4 separate regions of the Sus scrofa genome follow, and all the other regions are linked to region 1. Evidence: chromatin contacts called from public HiChIP or PLAC-seq and promoter capture Hi-C data. All regions are on one chromosome and are shown on one strand. Each heading gives the region's core, a stretch centred on a gene start, on an enhancer-like site or on the middle of the called end of the contact. The rest is flanking DNA. Distances are from core to core; before and after follow the strand shown.

What was found. Promoter capture Hi-C pulls out the DNA fragments that hold promoters and counts their contacts. HiChIP or PLAC-seq counts read pairs in DNA pulled down with a chosen protein or histone mark.
Region 2: a promoter capture Hi-C map of liver shows a contact between it and region 1, with 4 times the contacts expected there. The contact joins the promoter of ZNF33B here to the promoter of CSGALNACT2 in region 1. A contact is called at or near these places in 1 of 5 promoter capture datasets (liver) and 1 of 2 datasets of contacts at active chromatin or transcription factors (alveolar macrophages).
Region 3: an H3K27ac HiChIP or PLAC-seq map of alveolar macrophages shows a contact between it and region 1. The contact joins the promoter of ZNF25 here to the promoter of CSGALNACT2 in region 1. A contact is called at or near these places in 1 of 5 promoter capture datasets (liver) and 1 of 2 datasets of contacts at active chromatin or transcription factors (alveolar macrophages).
Region 4: an H3K27ac HiChIP or PLAC-seq map of alveolar macrophages shows a contact between it and region 1. The contact joins the promoter of HNRNPF here to the promoter of CSGALNACT2 in region 1. A contact is called at or near these places in 1 of 5 promoter capture datasets (liver) and 1 of 2 datasets of contacts at active chromatin or transcription factors (alveolar macrophages).

The regions. Positions count from the first base shown.
Region 1 is chr14:61,370,281-61,374,693 of Sscrofa11.1, forward strand. It overlaps CSGALNACT2 (chondroitin sulfate N-acetylgalactosaminyltransferase 2), which reads left to right and starts at 2,009. Exons shown (of 8, transcript XM_001926417.6): 1 at 2,009-2,172.
Region 2 is chr14:60,902,913-60,907,325 of Sscrofa11.1, forward strand. It overlaps ZNF33B (zinc finger protein 33B), which reads right to left and starts at 2,276. Exons shown (of 8, transcript XM_013983243.2): 1 at 2,132-2,276; 2 at 1,003-1,727. The coding sequence starts at 1,017.
Region 3 is chr14:60,935,695-60,940,107 of Sscrofa11.1, forward strand. ZNF25 (zinc finger protein 25) reads left to right here and starts at 1,930. Exons shown (of 7, transcript XM_021072378.1): 1 at 1,930-3,885. It overlaps LOC106506010 (zinc finger protein 33B-like), which reads right to left and starts at 2,814. Exons shown (of 4, transcript XM_021072383.1): 1 at 2,689-2,814. The coding sequence starts at 2,691.
Region 4 is chr14:61,666,164-61,670,576 of Sscrofa11.1, forward strand. It overlaps HNRNPF (heterogeneous nuclear ribonucleoprotein F), which reads right to left and starts at 1,782. Exons shown (of 3, transcript XM_005671001.3): 1 at 1,694-1,782. LOC100738157 (a long non-coding RNA gene) reads left to right here and starts at 1,823. Exons shown (of 3, transcript XR_307560.3): 1 at 1,823-1,904.

The DNA.
Region 1 (4,413 bases), core at 759-3,258:
TTCAATTTGTTTTACTCAACACTTACTATGTGCAAAGTACTGTGAGATGAAAAAGACATGGTCCTTATTTGTAGGAGCTTACAGACCCATGGACTCTACGACTGGTTCATTCTTTACTCGGGCTAGGTTGGGAGGAAGAGGCATTAGAACTACAAATGTTTTCATTTGCTCAGAAATAACTTGAGAGAAAAGTGAGATCTTTAAATTAGGTAGAGACTGGAGATTCAGCAAGACTGGCTTAGAAGTAGTCTGTCCTGTTTTGCAGATAGGTTCATTTGTGCTTCACAAATGTGGAAAACAGACTTGTGGTTGCTAAGGGGAAGTGGGAATGGACTGGGAGTTTCGGGTTAGCAGATGCAGACTATTACATTTAGAATCAATAAGCAATGGGATCCTACTGTATAGCACAGGGAACTATATCCAATCTCTTGGAATAGAACATGATGGGAGATGATATAAGAAAAAGAATATATGTATATGTATGACTAGATCACCCTGCTGTAGAGCAGAAATTGGCACAACATTGTAAATCAACTATACTTCAATTAAAAAAAAACTTTTTCTTTTTTTTAAGAAGTAGGCTGTCCAGGGAGTTCCCCTTGTGACGCAGCAGAAACGAATCTGACTAGGAACCATGAGGTTGCGGGTTTGATCCCTGACCTTGCTCAGTGGGTTAAGGATCCAGCATTGCCATGAGCTGTGGTGAAGGTCGCAGATGTGGCTCAGATCTGGCATTGCTGTGGCTGTGGCGTAGGCTGGCAGCTACAGCTCTGATTCGACCCCTAGCCTGGGAACTTCCATATGCTGTGGGTACAGCCCTAAAAAGCAAAAACAAACAAACAAACAAACAAAAAACATAGGCTGTCCAGACTTTTCTACCCATGGAATTTCCCACAGGACATATCCAAGGAGAGCATCCGAGTTAAAGACATCTCCAAAATCATCATCCAGTGAAGACAGTGGTGATTAGGAACATATCCCCCTGGAACGTTGCCCCTCCTGCAGGATGTGCCCCCCAGTCGTCCCAGACTTCTACTCTAACTAATGCATTAATAATGGCAACGAGCTCTGACTGCCTGCCACCTGCCAGGTACAGTGCCAAACATTTCAAATACAAAATTTCATTTAATCCTCAGAACAATATTAGGAAGAATAGGCTATTGGTATTGTCCCCATAACACAGCTGTGGAAACCGAGGCTAAGTCCGCATAGCCTGCCAAGGTCACCCATTAAGGAAAGCAGAGCCCAGATGGGAGGCAGAGCTCCTCTTAGCACGGCCATGTCCTACGCAGACATGGGCAGGGGCTGGCGCTGCGGGGTAGCCCCTCACCTACTCAGCTTAGACAGAGTGCCTTGGGGATGTCCCTGAAATAAGCAGCTGAATGGAGGGGATGCCAAGGAGGGCTTTTCTCTTTTCTCGACCCGATAAAGTTGTGCCTTGTGAGACCTTGAAGCCATTTTCCGGTAAGTTTACCTCACCCCCTCCTTTCATATATAAGGAAATTCAGGTCCAAAAAAATGGAGTGACTGGCAGCCCGGGGCTTCCCGGCTTGGGCCTCATGCGCAGCCCAGCATTCCTGAGGATGTTCGGACATCTCTGGAGACCTGTATGTCCTTAGCTCAGTGCTCCCTCGAGCTTCCAGGACAGGGCTCCAGAGCAGGAAAGCGTTGCCATCTTCCGCGGAGTCCCTCCGGCAAAGCTAGCCTTCAGGCCGGGCTGGTACTCCACTCCCTGCAGACGCTTGTTCGGGCAAGAGCGGTTTCCTGCCTCCTGCACCCTCCTAGCCGCCACAAATTGTTTTTTGAACTACACGAGCGCGCACGGACACAGACATATTTGTAACATATCGGATTAATCAGTACTGGATGCCGATTAGAGAGCCTTCCTTTCGCCTAGCCCTGGACTCGGGAGGGGGAGTGGGAGGGGCTGGGGGTGGTGTGGGCAGGGCTGTCCGGGCTGGGCGGGCATAGGAGGGGAGGGGCGGGCATCGCCGGGCGGCAGCCTCATTTCCTCACGCGCGCCGGAAGTAGAGGCTGGCGGCGCGGCGGCGCGCCCGAAGGGTGGGCGGTGAGGTGGTGGCGGCTGCAGTGTGCCAGGCGCCGCCTAGGTGTGCCAGCGGCTGGGGAGTTGGCGGCCGGACGGTGGCCGCCGTGTGCTGACGGGTGAACGCGGTGAGTACCTGGCCCTCTTGGCCTCACCCGCCCGCGGCTGTCACGGCTCCGCCGGCCCGTGCAGGCGCTGGGGCCGCGGACTCTGGGTCCCCGTCCCAGTCGGGTCACCTCACGGACGAGCTACCCTGGGGGCCATGTCCCCATGGGGTCGCCTTGCAGACAAGCTCTCCGGAATCTGCTCCGGTGTCAGGAGCAGCGGCGGGTTTTCGGTGCGGTTTGAGTTGTCTCTTAAGAACGGTGCTGCCAGAACACCGTTGGTTTGCGTGTTTTATTTTTACTTTTTTTTTTTTTTTTTAACCAACTCAACCACCGTCTCTGCTCCCCTCAGTGGATAAACTTTGTAGTCAGCTGTTACCTCTTTATTGCGTTAGAATAGTCATTTCTGGCGGCAGCCTCTCTATTTCTGCCAGACACTAGGCTCCTTTAAAAGATGCGCCTTTATATAGGAATTAGTTGGGGCCGTGGAGACCACGGGTCGGGAAGCTTCTTGCATTTTCAGACTTCATCTTGAAAATTACACTATTCCTGAGCAGCTTGCTGAGGAATAATCTGTAAACGCAGTAGTGAAGCTTTTGTTTATGATGATGTTATTGGCAGAATGAAAATTTGATTATAAATCTTTAAGTTTTTATCCTTCAGTCTACCCCTTAGGTTTATGTGCGGATGTCTGGACATTTAACTATTGATGAAGGTTCTCAGTAGCTGGGCCTTGATTTTTGGTAGAATTAATGCATTAAAATAGTACTTTGAAGAGTTCCCGATGTAGCTCAGCAGTAACAAACCCGACTAGTATCCAAGAGGACATGAATCCCTGGCCTCGCTCAGTGGATTGGGGATCCGGTGTTGCCTTGGGCTGTGGGGTAGGTCGCAGGCGAGGCTCAGATCCCACGTTGCTGTGGCTGTGGTGTAGGCTGGCAGCTGTAGCGCTGATTCACCCCCTAACCTGGGAACTTAAATACGCTGCAGGTGTGGCCCTAAAAAGCAAAAAAAAAAAAAGGACTTGGAACATGGAATTAGGAATCCAAGTACTTTATGACTGAGCATGTTAACATTGATTTTGTATTATTATTCTGATACCATTTGTTTAAAATTGTCATTATGCCTTAAGTAATGTAAAAAGGATATCAGATTTCCTTTTTTTTTTTTTTTCTTAGGGTGCACCAGAGGCATATGGAACTTCCCTGGCCAGGGCCAGGGATTGAACATGTGCCTCCACAGTGACCTAAGCCACCGCAGTCTCATTTTTTGTGTGTGTGTGTGTCTTTTAGGGCTGAACCCCCAGCATATGGAAGTTCCCAGGCTAGGGGTCAAATTGGAGCTACAGCTGCCAGCCTATTCCACAGCCACACCAACACCAGATCTGAGCCGTGCGTGCAGCCTACACCACACAGCTCATGGCAACACCAGATCCTTAACCCACCAAGCAAGGCCAGGGATTGAACCCATGGATACCCGGTGGCTTTGTTACCCCTGAGCCACAATGGGAACTCCCAGCAGTCTGATTCTTAACTCACGTACCACAGTGAGACTCTTTTGATGTCTAGTATTTATGGCACAGATAATTTTGACATAAATATTTAGTTCCAGCAGTTTGGAAGTTACATTTTTTTCCTTAACTTTTTGATTGAGGTATAAAATATATATGAAGTCATCAAGTGCATAAGTCTTAATTGTACAGCTCAGTGAATTTTTATGTATGTATTAACTTGGGCAGCCACCAGCTAGATCAAATTATATCTGTCATCCCAGGAGTTTCCCCCTGCTTCTTCCAAATTAATTATACCCATGTCATGTGATTCCTATTGGTTTTATTTATTGGAGCTTGATATTAATGGAATCATACAGTATCCTCAGCATATTGCTTATGAGATTCACCCATAATGTTTCATATGTCAGTAATTCTTTTTTTATTGCTGTGTGGTAATCCATTGTATGATATATGGCTCTTCTCATAGAAGAGATATTGGTCGATATTTATGTTTCCAACTTTTATATGTTATTATCGTATATTACTTTCAATAATGCTGTGAACATTCTTGTAAATGGCTTGGTGAACATCTGCCTTTTTGTCAGCTGTGGCATGGCTAAATCATAAGTTGATGGAAAATTACATTTTAATTATCACGGAGTCTTTTAAAAGATACAATTTGTTATTTTAACTTTTATCACGGAGTCTTTTAAAAGATACAATTTGTTATTTTAACTTCTGTAACATTAAAGATTGGTAAAAAGCCTACCTAT
Region 2 (4,413 bases), core at 1,026-3,525, 470 kb before region 1:
AATAAAATATATATTTAGAACGGGAATATATAGCATTAAAAATAATAAAATTAAATATAGCATTAAAAGGAACAACATAAGAATCAATCTCAAATTATTGATGAATTGGGGGGAAATGTATACATTAAAATAATTTACAAATTTTTAAAAGCACCCAAAACAATACATAGTATTGTTCAGCTATCTACATTTTTTTTTTTGATGTACACACATGGATAAAATGATAATACTAGTAGAATGTGGAACTAAATTTGGAACTAAACTACAGGGCAGAATGAGGACGACTCCAGGAAAAAGCCAATGGAGGAGTAGTATCAGAAGTGGACAAAGGAGACTTTCCAGAGCAGACCAGTCAGTGGTTTATCGTTCTTCAAAGAAGGCAACTACAGAGAGTCACTGTGACCTTTACCTGGACAGATATGAGAAAGTGGAGGGGAAGAACCAAGACAGAATGCTTTGGGATGAAATCTGAATGAGAAACTCAAAAACATTTACCAGAGAATTTAACTTTGAACCACCTGCTATATGACTTGTATGCACAGCCTGGCTAAGATAAAATAGTTTTGTAATATGCATGTAGGCATGTAGGCCATTTATTCCTCTAAACATACTAGGTCTCATACCAGAATCAAATAAACTATTATAAAATTGACTATTTGAACCATCTCTTTTGCTCTCAGTATGGAACAGTTGGAGACACTCATTTCAGGGCTGTCCCCAGAAAGTTATTCACTATGTGTCCCTATGTTAATACCAAAATTTCTGCCATGGTTATTGAAAATATCAAAAACATAGCCACAGGTCAACTCAGAACTCTAACATCATGATCAGTATACAGCTATAACCCATGATCAGTATATAGCTAATGGCCCTGCTATTGATTTGTTACTTTATATTTTCTATGAAGTTTGACTTTATTACTCATTTCCCATCTTAACAAATGGACTCTTAGAAAAATCTCACAAAGTCCACTGTAAAATGAAGGAATGAATAAACACTTACCTGGGATTTACTCATTTTCTGCTGTTCTTGGAAAAATATAGAAAACTCAGACAATATACTGGGTTAAAGGAAGAGTGGGTCATCAAATATTTGGCTTGCCTGGCAGCTCCTGAATTCTCCTGCTCTATTAAGCAGAGCACACTCACTGGATAAGGATATATGTCAATCGCCCTCTGACCTTCAGAAGAGACAGGGAAAAAGACGGTGAAAGACCACCTATCTAATATGACTCTAATATAATCTCGTAGCTCTTGGGTAAAAGTTTTCACTGGGTGAATTAAGTATTTGCTTTCTAAAGATTTTTTTTTTAACAGTTTAAATCTCCCTTGATGTTCACAAAAATTTTTAAATGACGAAATTGGTTAAAACAAGTAACAAGACACATAATAAACTCTTCACCAAAACTACTGTAAAAAATACTCAGGACTAAGCTGTTTATCCATTTCCCTACTAATGTTACTAAATCTTCGGTTAGCGACTCCACAGAAAGCTATAAAAAGCAGGGCTTCAGGGGAGATCCATGTTTTAATTTATCTCTATTGCTATTTCTCAAACTTTTCATAATTCTATTAAATGAAACAAAAAAGGGTAATTCTTGAAGAACCTCCCTGAATGCAAGGGCAAGTAGGATAGAGTAATAACATGTATCAAGATGAAGTGATGGACATGGTTGGAGAGCAGTTCGGAGTCCAAAAACGATAAATGGAGAACCAAAGGAATTGAGCCTGTGTACAGAGCAAGAGATAACTGAATCAGCCCTGGCTGCGGCTCTTTTTTCCAGACCACACGCCCCACAGCCACCCTCCACTCCCGCAGCACCGCCCCCTTGCCACTGGCTCGGGACACCCGTCCCGCAGCACCGCCCCCTTGCCACTGGCTCAGGACACCCGTCACGCATGCGCGTTATGCCCTCCTCTCGCTCTCTCAAAACCAGGCCCTCTCAGACAGCCGCGCCAACTCGCGCTGGGGCTAGTCACGTGGGAACTTGGGCCACTTTTCCACACGGAGACGCCACCTTCCCGCTGCCCTAGGGCTCCGCACAGCTCCTCCCCACTAGCGCAAACCGACTTCCTCCCTCTTGCCCCCAAACCTGGGCCGTGCGGGCCGTTGTCCAACCTCCCCCGCTCACCTGCCGCTTTCTCGTCCTGCAGCACTGGCCTCAGAAGAGTGCATAGACTCGGCCGCCCCGGAACCGCTTCCCACGCATCGCTTGAGGAAAACAGAAGTGAAAGGCGGAGGCACACAGAAGCAAAGGGCGGGCTTAGGCATGCGCAGATGACCCCACGCCGGGTCGGACTGTCAATGCTAAACCTTGGGAGCTGTTGACGTGGAGTCCCAGCGACCAGCAATTTGGGTTCGGGATTGGCTGACAGTGCTTCCTCACTTAGCAGCGGGGACGTTGGGTGTCTGAGGTAGTTCCCTAAGCAGGTAGAGCAGAATTTATGGATTATAGCTGAGTTCAGTCTGCAACCAGTGTGCGCATTTAGACAAAGTCAAGGGAAGGGGACGTGCCTGTCCATTTCACTTTTTTGAATACTGGAAATAGATCCTGTTAATACAATGAAAGAATAATATCTGATATCATCAGCGATTCTCTCAGGAATAAAAAGTGGACAGTGGGGCTGGGGGCAGACAAAAAAAGCTAGTTCACTAAAATTTTGACAGTAATAAATTAAAATAGAAAAATCGCCAAGTACACACAATCCAAAAGAAAATAATGTCATTTATGTACACGTTCTTTCATTTGTGACATTAAAATTTCTTAAGTAGGGAGTTCCTTTGTGGTGCAGCAGGTTAAGGTCACTGCAGCAGCTTGGGTCACTGCTGTGGCGAAGGCTGGATCCCTGGCCTGAAAAATTAAAGGGGTGTGGCCCCCCAAATTACTTGAATAAAGGGAGATATACCCTTTCATAGACAGATTCAATATTTTGACAAAGTTCCTCAACAATTTTTTGTATGTACTTATTGCTGAAGTATCAGCTGCCTCTACACTGATGGCAGATAGAAACATGGAGACTAGAGTTGGAGGAAACAACCAAAAAAGTAGCTTTAATTGCCAAAGAATGAACAAAGCAAGCTAATTCTTCAAGGACTATGCTGCCCCTGGAGGGCATTGTGAGGAGTCTTATAGTGTTTAAGGAGCAGGGCTGATCAGCTGGTGGACATTTTCCTGATTGGTTAGTGGTGAGGTAATTGGGAGTCAGCGTCATCAACCTTCTGGTTCTAAGCGATATGGGGTTTACAGGCTAGTGGGCAGCATATAGTTGACTTCCTCTACCAGGTGGGGGCCACAGCATCTGCAAAACAGCTCCAAGCAATAGGGATGGAGTAGGCACAGGTAGTTGTAGAAGTCCCAATAAAGGATCATTTAAAGAGGGAAACTTAGGGGACATTGGAAGATCAATGTAAGTTAATGATTGCTCAAAAAAGCCTTCAGCACAAGGCAGTCTTCCTTCATTAGTGGATCCTTGAGAGTTCTGGATGGGATGAGGACTGCATTCATATTCAGACCAAGGGCAGGAGTTTGAGGACCACTCTTCTGCGGATTTGAATACACCAGATACTAAGGAGGAGCTGCTACTCCCAGAAAAGAAGAGGCAGGCTTTTCCAACCCCCTCTACCCTTGGATGATAAAACTGTAGCCATGTAGCCATGTAGTTTCCATGCCAGCCCACTTGCATCTCTCATAAGCGTCCTATCTTAATAAATCTATTTCTTGCCTATCATTTTCTCTCTCGATGAATTCCTTCTTCACGGAGACGTGAAGAACCTGAACCTCAGTGAGGCCAAACACAGGGTGAGTGATTCTAATTTAAAACCTTGTGTTCAAGTCCCAATGTGGGTTTAGGTTTGATTCAAGTCCCAGCACGTGGGTTCAAGTCCCAGTCTGTGTTCTGTCTAGGTTCAGGCCGTTAATACTGTCAGTTTCACAAGGACATGGCTCAAAATATTATCTATAGCCCTTCAGGAGGAACTAAAGGTCCTTGACTGTTGAATGGCTAAACTATTATTATTTTGTGTTGCTCGACTTTTCCTTTTCCTCTGTATTTTTCTCACTCTCTAATTAGATTCTTTGGCTAAACTTTTTCTATGGACAAAACACAGGTGGAGGACAGTGTGTGTGTGTGTGAGGGGGGTCCAATGGGGAAGGTCCTATAGGGTCCTGCCAGTTACATTTTTCTCTTTCACTTTTAATATATTGTGTACACTACGAAAGCATTCTCAACATCATCTGGAATAAAAATAAGTCTAAATTTAAAAGACCAAAAAAAAAAAAGTCTAAATTAACTGCCAGAAAGCATTTAAAAAAAATGCATAAGAAATGTCAATATGTATAATATTACTGTTATTCAAAATAGTTTGGTAATGCAATGGCCATGATTAAGAGTGTTTTTAGGAGTTGCCGGCATG
Region 3 (4,413 bases), core at 680-3,179, 430 kb before region 1:
TATCTACAGAACAGAAACAGATTCACAGGCATGGAGAACAGACTTGTGGTTGCCAAGGGGAGGGGAAGGGGGAAGGAGTGGGTCAGACTGGGAGTTTGGGGTTAGTAGATGCAAACAATTATACATGAAGGGGGTAAACCACTCTCCTATGTATAGCACAGAGAACTATATTCAATGTCCTAATGGAAAAGAATATTTAAAAGAGTGTATATATGTATAACTGAATCACTTTGCTGTACAGCGGACATTAAGACAACACTGTAAATCACCTATACTTCAATTAAAAAAAAAAAAAAAAAGAATTGGTGTGCCCAGAAGTTCTAGGATCTAACCCTTTCTGGGACTGTATCTCCATTCTGAAACTTTGGAGAAAGATCAAATGCCCCAGGGGTTCTCTTTTTGAGTGAGATTTCTGTTTCTAGAGTTGCAGCTCTTTAACCTCATAGAAACTGATTTGTTCCCTAGAGTTGAGAACTTAAGACTAAAGGACAAATTCATATTTGGAATCTTCACCCAGAACCCTAAGTCTGCATCTCCTTGTCCTTTGGAATACTGATCCCTAGAAATTAGAGCCACTAAGGACAAAGACAGACTAGACAATGCCTAGATCACCGGATGACAGAGCTAGGAATCAAAGCAACTGTGCCAGTCTATAAAGTCAGGCGGCCCCGCCCCACCAGTGCCCCCCCCCCCCCCCCCGGGCCTGAGCACAACCCCATGCGTGCGCAAGCGCCCCCTTCCTGCAGACTTACGGACCGCGCCACCCCATAGGAGCTGAGGCGGACTCCTACCCAACAGCACTTCTTCCAGATTGAGACACCCCCGTCTGTCATCTCAGGGACTAGCTGCTCGGTCCCGGGCTCTACTTCCCGGCTTGCGAGTCAGGTGGGAAGGTGGGAAACCAGGATCATAAGAGTTGTTGACAAATCCAGAAACAATGGGATTTCAGGCTTCACGAAATTTCTAGATCTGGGAGGGTGACCAAGACCAAGGCGGAGTGGTGCATGCATAGGACACTTAGCGTCCTGGCTGGAGTTCTGCTAGGCAAACAAATCAAAATCTACATTACTGTAATCCTTCGCAGTTACTCCTTAGCATAACTAGGTACCTATTTATTAAAGGGTTTGGAGATGGCTCCGGATGGCTCGTAGTTCTGGAGTTGTCAATGCCCACCCGGTCCCACCCAGGGAGGTCAGGCTCTATCTATAATAACAACTAAGTGTAAATTGTGGTTTTTAACTGCATTTTTTGCTGTGATCATCAGTCTCTGTCATCTTCACATCTTCTTCTCTTGTTTTCTCTCTTTCCTCTTGTCATCAGATTTAGGACTAGATAATACAGATAACTTCTATTCAATCTTAATCATTTTTTTTTTTTTTTTTTTTTTATAGGTAATATTCATTTTTTACTCTATCAGTAGTATATATAGCTCTGAGGATTAGGATGTGGTAGCTTAGGTTAGAAAAATCTCTTTAAAAGACCTTTGAAGACAATTATTAAAGTTTGACTATGGATAAGATAATAATGAATGTACTTAGTTTTAGAGATACATATTGAGGAGTGAGCTATATCTATTTTATCTATCTATCTATCTATCTATCTATCTATCTATCTATCTATCTACATTTTAGGAGCCACATTCAAAACATATGTAGGTTCCCAGTCTAGGAGTCAAATTGAAGTTACAGATGCCAGCCTACACCACAGCAACGTGGGATCCTAGGTGGTCTGAGACTGAAACCGCAGCTCACAGCAAGGCCTGAGCTTTAACCCACTAAGCGAGGCCAGGGATTGAACCCGAATCTTAATAGATAATAGTCTGGTTAGTTACCTTTGAGCCACAATGGGAACGCCCTTCTCTCTTTTCTTAGACAATTTCCATGAGAAAACCTGTGTTTGTAAATCTTTTTTTTTTTTTTTTTTTTTTTTTTTTTTTTTTTTGTCCCTTTGAGATGCATGCAATTCTTTTTAAAAAGTAAATAAGGCTCTTGTAAATCTTACAATCCAGGAATACCTTCCTTAAATGCCTTGGAGCCATGTCTTTGAAATGTAAACATCAAGGAAGATAGCACCCTATCTCTTGGTGTCTGTAATAAACTACTAAGCTCTTGGCTAAACTTGTAACTACTTGCTTGTCATAGATACAAGAAAGTTTACTTTTCGTTTGGATAAAGACAATTAACTAATGCAGTCGGCTCCTCCAATTACCATGAGAATTTAGGATGAAGTATGTGTAGCCATAATATTGCCAAGTCCTCCTACAAATCTAGAACATAGAAATCCTGGCTATATAAAAGTGTTGTATTTCTTTGGTTTTGTAAGCTCATTAGCAGTTTGCCTGGAATGCACAATGCAGTCTGGTTTAACGCTTATTTAATAAAATACTGTCTTCGTTTCTCCATTTTTGGAGATTTTCTGGGTTGGCAAGAGACTATTTGGGTAGTTATTTTCCCATCACCTCTTACCTAGCAAACCGGTATAGATAGATAGTCCAAATGTATTTTTCACTATATAGATTCTACATGTTTTAAAATTTAATTTTATAAAAATTTAGTATTTTTGTAATTGCTTTGAGAGGAAACTCATTTCTACTGTTGGCACAGAGTAAGCTGATGTCATTAAGTTACCGACCAGGAAATCAGCATATATTCTGTACACATTCCTTAGTGAAACGATAGTTAAACATACCATTAGTGTAAAATTTGAGTACAAATTTCAGAAGAGTGTTCATCAAGCGTTTTTTTTTTTTTTTTTTTTTTGTCTTTTGAAAAGTCGTATACGTGGGACTCGTCTTCTGTTTTAGCTTATTCATATTGTCTCTTCATCACGTTTCACGCGTCATTTTCATTACTTTGAAAGCTAAATTCCTAAAATAAAGTCAGCTGTTACAGGGTGTTTTACTTGGAATGCACTACTTTACTTAGTTCCAAGTACTTTCTTTAAACTACTATCAATATTCATCGAACCACCTCACAGTAGTTTTCCGTTTTCAAGAGCATCCCACTATGGGCTGCCTTTTCTAATCCGTTACCGGTGAGAAATGAAAGGCGGCAAACGCTCACTCAACAGACGAGGCCGAACCTCGTGACGTCACCCAAAGTGGAGGGTCGGCGAAGCCCCCGGGCAGAGTAGTTCCAGAGTGGGGCGCCGGGAGCCTTCTGCGCATGAGCAATTCGAGTAATTCCATCGCCCTTCAGGAAACGCCATTTTCAGTCTCACGCCGCAGGGGGGGAGAGGACTCAGGAGCCTCAGGTCTGAGCAGCGCCGCAGAGGGCGGGGCCTGGAACCTGCGCGGGCCAGGAACCTAGCCCGAGCTGCTGCAGGTGTGTCGGAGGCCTCTCGGCTGGCGCCTGGCCGGGGGCGGGGGGAAGCCGGGCCTCCGCTGCTGCGCGGGATCGGAGAACCTGGCCGTCGCCGGCGCCGTCCCCCTCTGAGCGCCAGACTGCCCTCTGAGAAGGACTGGGGAGGGAGTCAGGGTGGGGGCTCGCTGGGGAGGCTGGTTGTCCGCAGTCTGGTACCTCCCCTGAAGCCGTGTTTCTTGACCTGCGGGAGAAGGGCGGCTCCAGGAGGCCTGGGGCACGGGGCGTAGCGGGGACGAACGCGCGAGGGAAGAGCGGTTTGTGACGTGGATCCCAAGCCCGTCACGTCCGGGCAGGCGCAGCGGCGGGGCAGGCCGCTGGAGACGCGGCGCTGCAAAGCCCGAAGGACCCGGGCTCAACTCCAGCGCCCGCCAATAAATAGGCAGGCTAATCTGGGTACTATACGACTCGAATGCTCATCTGTAAAATTATAGTAACATTTCGAGTCATTTTTTGTATTAAATAGGATAGAATATATAAAGTATGATAAGGATTCAATAAAGGTGAGCTGCTTTATCATTACAAGGTATGCTGTTCTTTTCATTATTGGCTCATTTAATCATCTTAATCATCATGATCTTCCTTTGAATCTGTATAAACCACCTCCATTTTAATGAATTCGAGTCCTAAGGGTTCAGGGAGATAAAACAGCTTATCCAGCCTTAGTAGGTGGGATTTTAATTCTCACTTGTTTTACTCCGTAGTTCATGCTGTTTCCCACCCTAAAATCCGGTCTTGGGTTGTATTTAGTACAGTGATTGTCCCTGAGCACTACTGGAGTGCAGTGGACCTAATCTTACCAAGTAGTATTTTCAAAATCCTTGAGTCTTCCTCAGAACTCCTGTGTAAAAGGTTAATTAAGGCCCTTCCTGCATTTTCTAACCTGTCTCTGTTCTCAGATGACTGTTAAACCTATAAATTTAAACTACATTTGAAACTCTGAATTTTAAGTTTTACTGGAAAAGCTGAGAATTCTGTCCAGGCCAGAGACTAGTTTCTAGAAAGGAGGAATAGGACAGATTGTAAAAGATGAAAACTGCAATTTCATCCATGC
Region 4 (4,413 bases), core at 532-3,031, 300 kb after region 1:
CACCGCCGCCAGCCGCGGCCGGTTCCGCGGAAGCCGCCGCGGCCACCCGGCCCCTCCCCCACCCCCACAGCAGCTCTCGGGCCCCGGTCCCGCTGAACAACCCGCCCGCCGAGGCAGGCAACTCCTTCCCCCCACGCCAGGTTCTCTGGCTCGAAAATAGCTGTGAAGCACGTTGGTTTGTCGTAGGGCCTCCAAGGGAAGGAAACTGCCGCGAAGGGCGTCTCGCGGGGCTCGCAGGTAGCCGGAGAAGGGAGGCAGGCTCTCCCGGGCCTGAGGTTCGTCCGGCGGGAACCTGTGGGGGTCCCCTGATAAGGAAAAGACTAACCGGGAGGAGCTTGAGGCCTCCTAACCGTAAAACACCGGGGCCCAGGGTCGGTCGGGCCCCGCGTCTCGCGCGGCGTCACCCAGACCGCTCGGCGCCACCTTACGTGGGCCACGCGGGGGCTGGGAGGCAGAGGGAGCCGCGCGAGCGCCGGCAGCGTCCAGCAGTTTCTGGGGCGCAGTCACGAATTAGCAAAAATACACTCAAAGATAAAAGGATAAGTGAAGAATAAAAAAACGGCCGACCAAGTTTCCCCAGCGGAAGTGTGGGCACCAGGCAAAGACAACAAGAACCGAACAGTTTCAACCAAAATATCCACATGCTACCTTTGAGAGCAGGAGACAAATGCAGACCGGCTCAGGGCACACACGCGGCGCGGAGAGGAAGAAAAGGCCGCAAAGACGGAAAGTGGAGGCTCTGCGAGCGGGAACGTGGGAGGGGGGAGGAGTCAGTTCCCAACCAGTCCCGTGCAACTCCCTGACGCGCGCAGCCACGTGAAAGTACTGCTTTCATTTTTAAATGAACCCCCTCTCACGGTCGCCCCATGTTTTCACCGTACCCCAGGCAGGGGCGCTCGGGCTCTGCCTCCCCACCCCAAGAGTCCGCACCAGGCTCTTCCTCCCTTCCGATCCTGCGTCCTCTGACACCAAACCTCAGCCCCGCGATCCAGTCCCCGAATGTAAACCAGTGGCCTCAGGCCCACCTCCCCGAAGTTCACATCTCAGTCCCGCAGGCCCCACCCTCAGTGGGCCAGGTCCTCGTTCAGGACCTAGTCGGTCCCTAGGTGTGTGGCTCCTGATCTCAGACCCCAAATTTCAGCCCCACGGTCTTCAACCTCCAGTAGGCCCAGGTGCAGGCCTTTACCACAGATCCCGCCTCCCCTGACCCCCAAATCTCAGCTCCTCGGTCCTCAATGCCAGGGGCCTCGGTTTCTGGTGTGTAGGCCTCGGACACGCCGCCCCTACCACCCCTCACCTTGGGCTCCGAGTCTCCACGCTCCCGCTCGTCTTCACATCCGGCACCTCGGTCGACCCTGTGAGCACCTAGAAGAGGGTGGAACGCGGGGGACTTGGCAGTTGTAGCAGAGGCAGTTGAGGCTTGTTTACCATCACTATGGAAACCTCTGGCAGCGCGCCCTGGGCGGGGCTTACGAGGGGCGGGGTCAGGCGCGCGGAAGGCCTGAGTCCACAACTCCCGCCCGTCGTGCGCACGCGGCGCTTCCGGAAGCCCTTATGCCTTGGTTTGCCTTGACCCTCCCCTCCTCAGACCTGCGCCCAAATACCCGGGAACAACAGCCCCAGGAGCCCCTGCCCCCGCCCCCGCCTCCGGCTGCCGGCGTGACCGCGGGCCGTTTTCTCTGCAGAACCCCACCTTTCGCTCCTGAAAGACGCGGCGCAACCCCACTTCCAAGACGGAGCCGGAAGGACGTAAAGACCGCGGCGGGGCGGAGTCTCCAAGGCGGGTTATGGGGGTGGGGCCACAAGGGCGCCGTTGTGACGCGCCCGGAGCGGAGTCGGGGATTGGTCGGCCAGGCGCAGGACCGGGCCGGGGCCTGCGGTGCGAGGGCGCTGCAAGTGGCAAGGTGGGTTACGTGGGCGAATCCTGCTCGAGGGAGGGGAGGGCAAGGCTTATGGGTTTTTCCGGCGTCTCTAAGGGTATCATCTGGGAGAGTTTCCCCAACAGTGAGCCCAAAGGATCCCTGGATTGAAGACCAGCGTGACAGAAGAAAATGAGAGTCATTTCCTGCCGAGGAGGAAGAAAGAGGGAACCAAATCCTGGAAACCGACAAAGGCTGTTCCGAGAGCAGGGTTTAGGGAGGGATTGGTAGGTTGAGGTTGCTCATGTGATTATCACTTGGGCTGAGAAGGCCTAAGGTTTCTGAAGGTGACCCTCAAGTCCCCAGGGAAAAGCAGACATTTCAGAGCACCTGAGCGACAGGGTGGATGGTAGCTGAAGTGGCTACTCTGCCTGAGGCAGTGGAGCAGATTATTTTTTTATGTGTTCTAGGATTATTAATTATTACCATTTTATTTTTGGAGACTCAATTCATGAAGAGGAAAATATAAAGAAACTCATCACTGATTAAGCAGGTTGCTTTTTAAATAAATTAAGGGAGTGCTTGGAATAGGGTCAGATTATGAATGGACAACCTATAGTGAAGGAAGGAGAACAGTTTGTCAAAAGAAGTTGATTTGGGAGGGATGGGAAAAGTAAAAGCAGGAGGTAAAAATGTATGAGAAGACTCAGGCGAAGCATAATTACGGAAAACAGGTCCTACAAAATTCAAATAGGTATTCTTAAGAAACCCAATGATCCCATGCTAGCTCATGGTATAGAAAAGTCTGTTTATGGAAAGAAAGTGCAAGTAGCTAATCTGAGGCAAATATTTAAATTACCACCCCACCCCCGACCCCACCCCTGCAAAAAAAAAGATGCTTCAGGGTTTAGGGACTGTGAAACCAGATTCATGCAATCCACTAAGAGGGCCTGCGAGGAGTTCCCGCCGTGGCGCAGTGGTTAACGAATCCGACTAGGAACCATGAGGTTGTGGGTTTGGTCCCTGCCCTTGCTCAGTGGGTTAACGATCCGGCATTGCCGTGAGCTGTGGTGTAGGTTGCAGAGGCGGCTCAGATCTGGCTACAGCTCCAATTCGACCCCTAGCCTGGGAACCTCCATATGCCTCGGGAGCGGCCCAAGAAATGGCAAAAAGACAAAAAAAAAAAAAAAAAAAAAGAGGGCCTATGAGCCAAGTAGGCTTTATTTATTTATTTATTTATTTTGTCTTTTTAGGGCCGCACCCAGGCTAGGGGTTGAATCAGAGCTGTAGTTGCCGGCCTACACCCACAGCCACAGCAACACCGGATCCAAGCTGAGGTCTACACCACAGCTCACAGCAATGACGGATCCTCAAGCCACTGAGTGGGGCCAGGGATCAAACCCACGTCTTCATGGATACTAGTTGGGTTCCTTACTGCTGAGCCAGGACAGAACTCCCAAGTGGCCTTTTTGATTCCCTCATCAAATCTGACAATTCTACAGCATTCCTCAACGATGCAATTATCTTTGAGGCCTTTAAATAAGAAAAATGTGGGTTTGGGCTTGATTATGTGCCTCCCCTTGTTCTTAAGGAGTCATGCCAGGTGTCCACTAGGATATCTCTTGCAGGTGTGCACCAGCACAGTCACAGGTAGGCCCTTTTCCCCAGTAAGGAGTTGGAGAGCTCACCACAGATCCCAGGCCTTTTCTGCAGCTGTCCATCTCATCTCACCAACTGGAGGATGCTTGCCCACACCTGGTCTACTTGGACTACCTCCTCAGCTGTGGGTCTTTAGAGGTCTCCACCTTTTCACCTCTGTGTCTGCAAAAGTTTCACCTAAGCTCTAAAAGAGACTTTTTTTATTTTTTAAATTTTTGCAAGTACCTAGGAGTCCCCTTTGTGGCTCGACTAGGATCCGTGAGGATGTGGTTCAATCCCTGGCCTTGCTCAGTGGGATCTGGCATTGCCGTGAGCTGTGGTACAGGTCGTAGAGGAGGCTCGGATCCAGCGTAGCTGTGGCTGTGTGTAGACTGGTGCCTGTAGCTCTGATTCCACCTCTAGCCTGGGAAACTTCCATATGCTGTGGGTGCGGCCCTAAAAAGCAAAAAATAAAAAATAAATAAAAATGTTTGTGAGTATCTGCACAGGGATGCCCCTCAACGGTCTGGTTTAAAAACAATTGAATTCTCCAACAGTGAAAACCACCTCAAGAGGTATCCTCTTGCAGACTGCCTTGCCTATTTATTTCCTGTTGTTTATGTAAATAATTAGCACAGCTTTAATACCTTTTAAAAGGTATTTTAAGTTTTAAAAATAAGTTTGTCTTGGGAAACCACACATCCATGACAAAAAATACAAAGATTTGTATTGTCTACAATTTTCCAGTTGATACCCTTTGAAAATACGCTTTCCCCGTTAAGCTTTGACACCACTCTTTTCCTTTCCCAGGAGAATGCCATTGGATAGGCAGGATCACCAAGACTCAGAGAAGGCTCTTATTCAAAATCACATTATTTGTCAAATAGCAATAATGATAACAATAGCTAACATATAT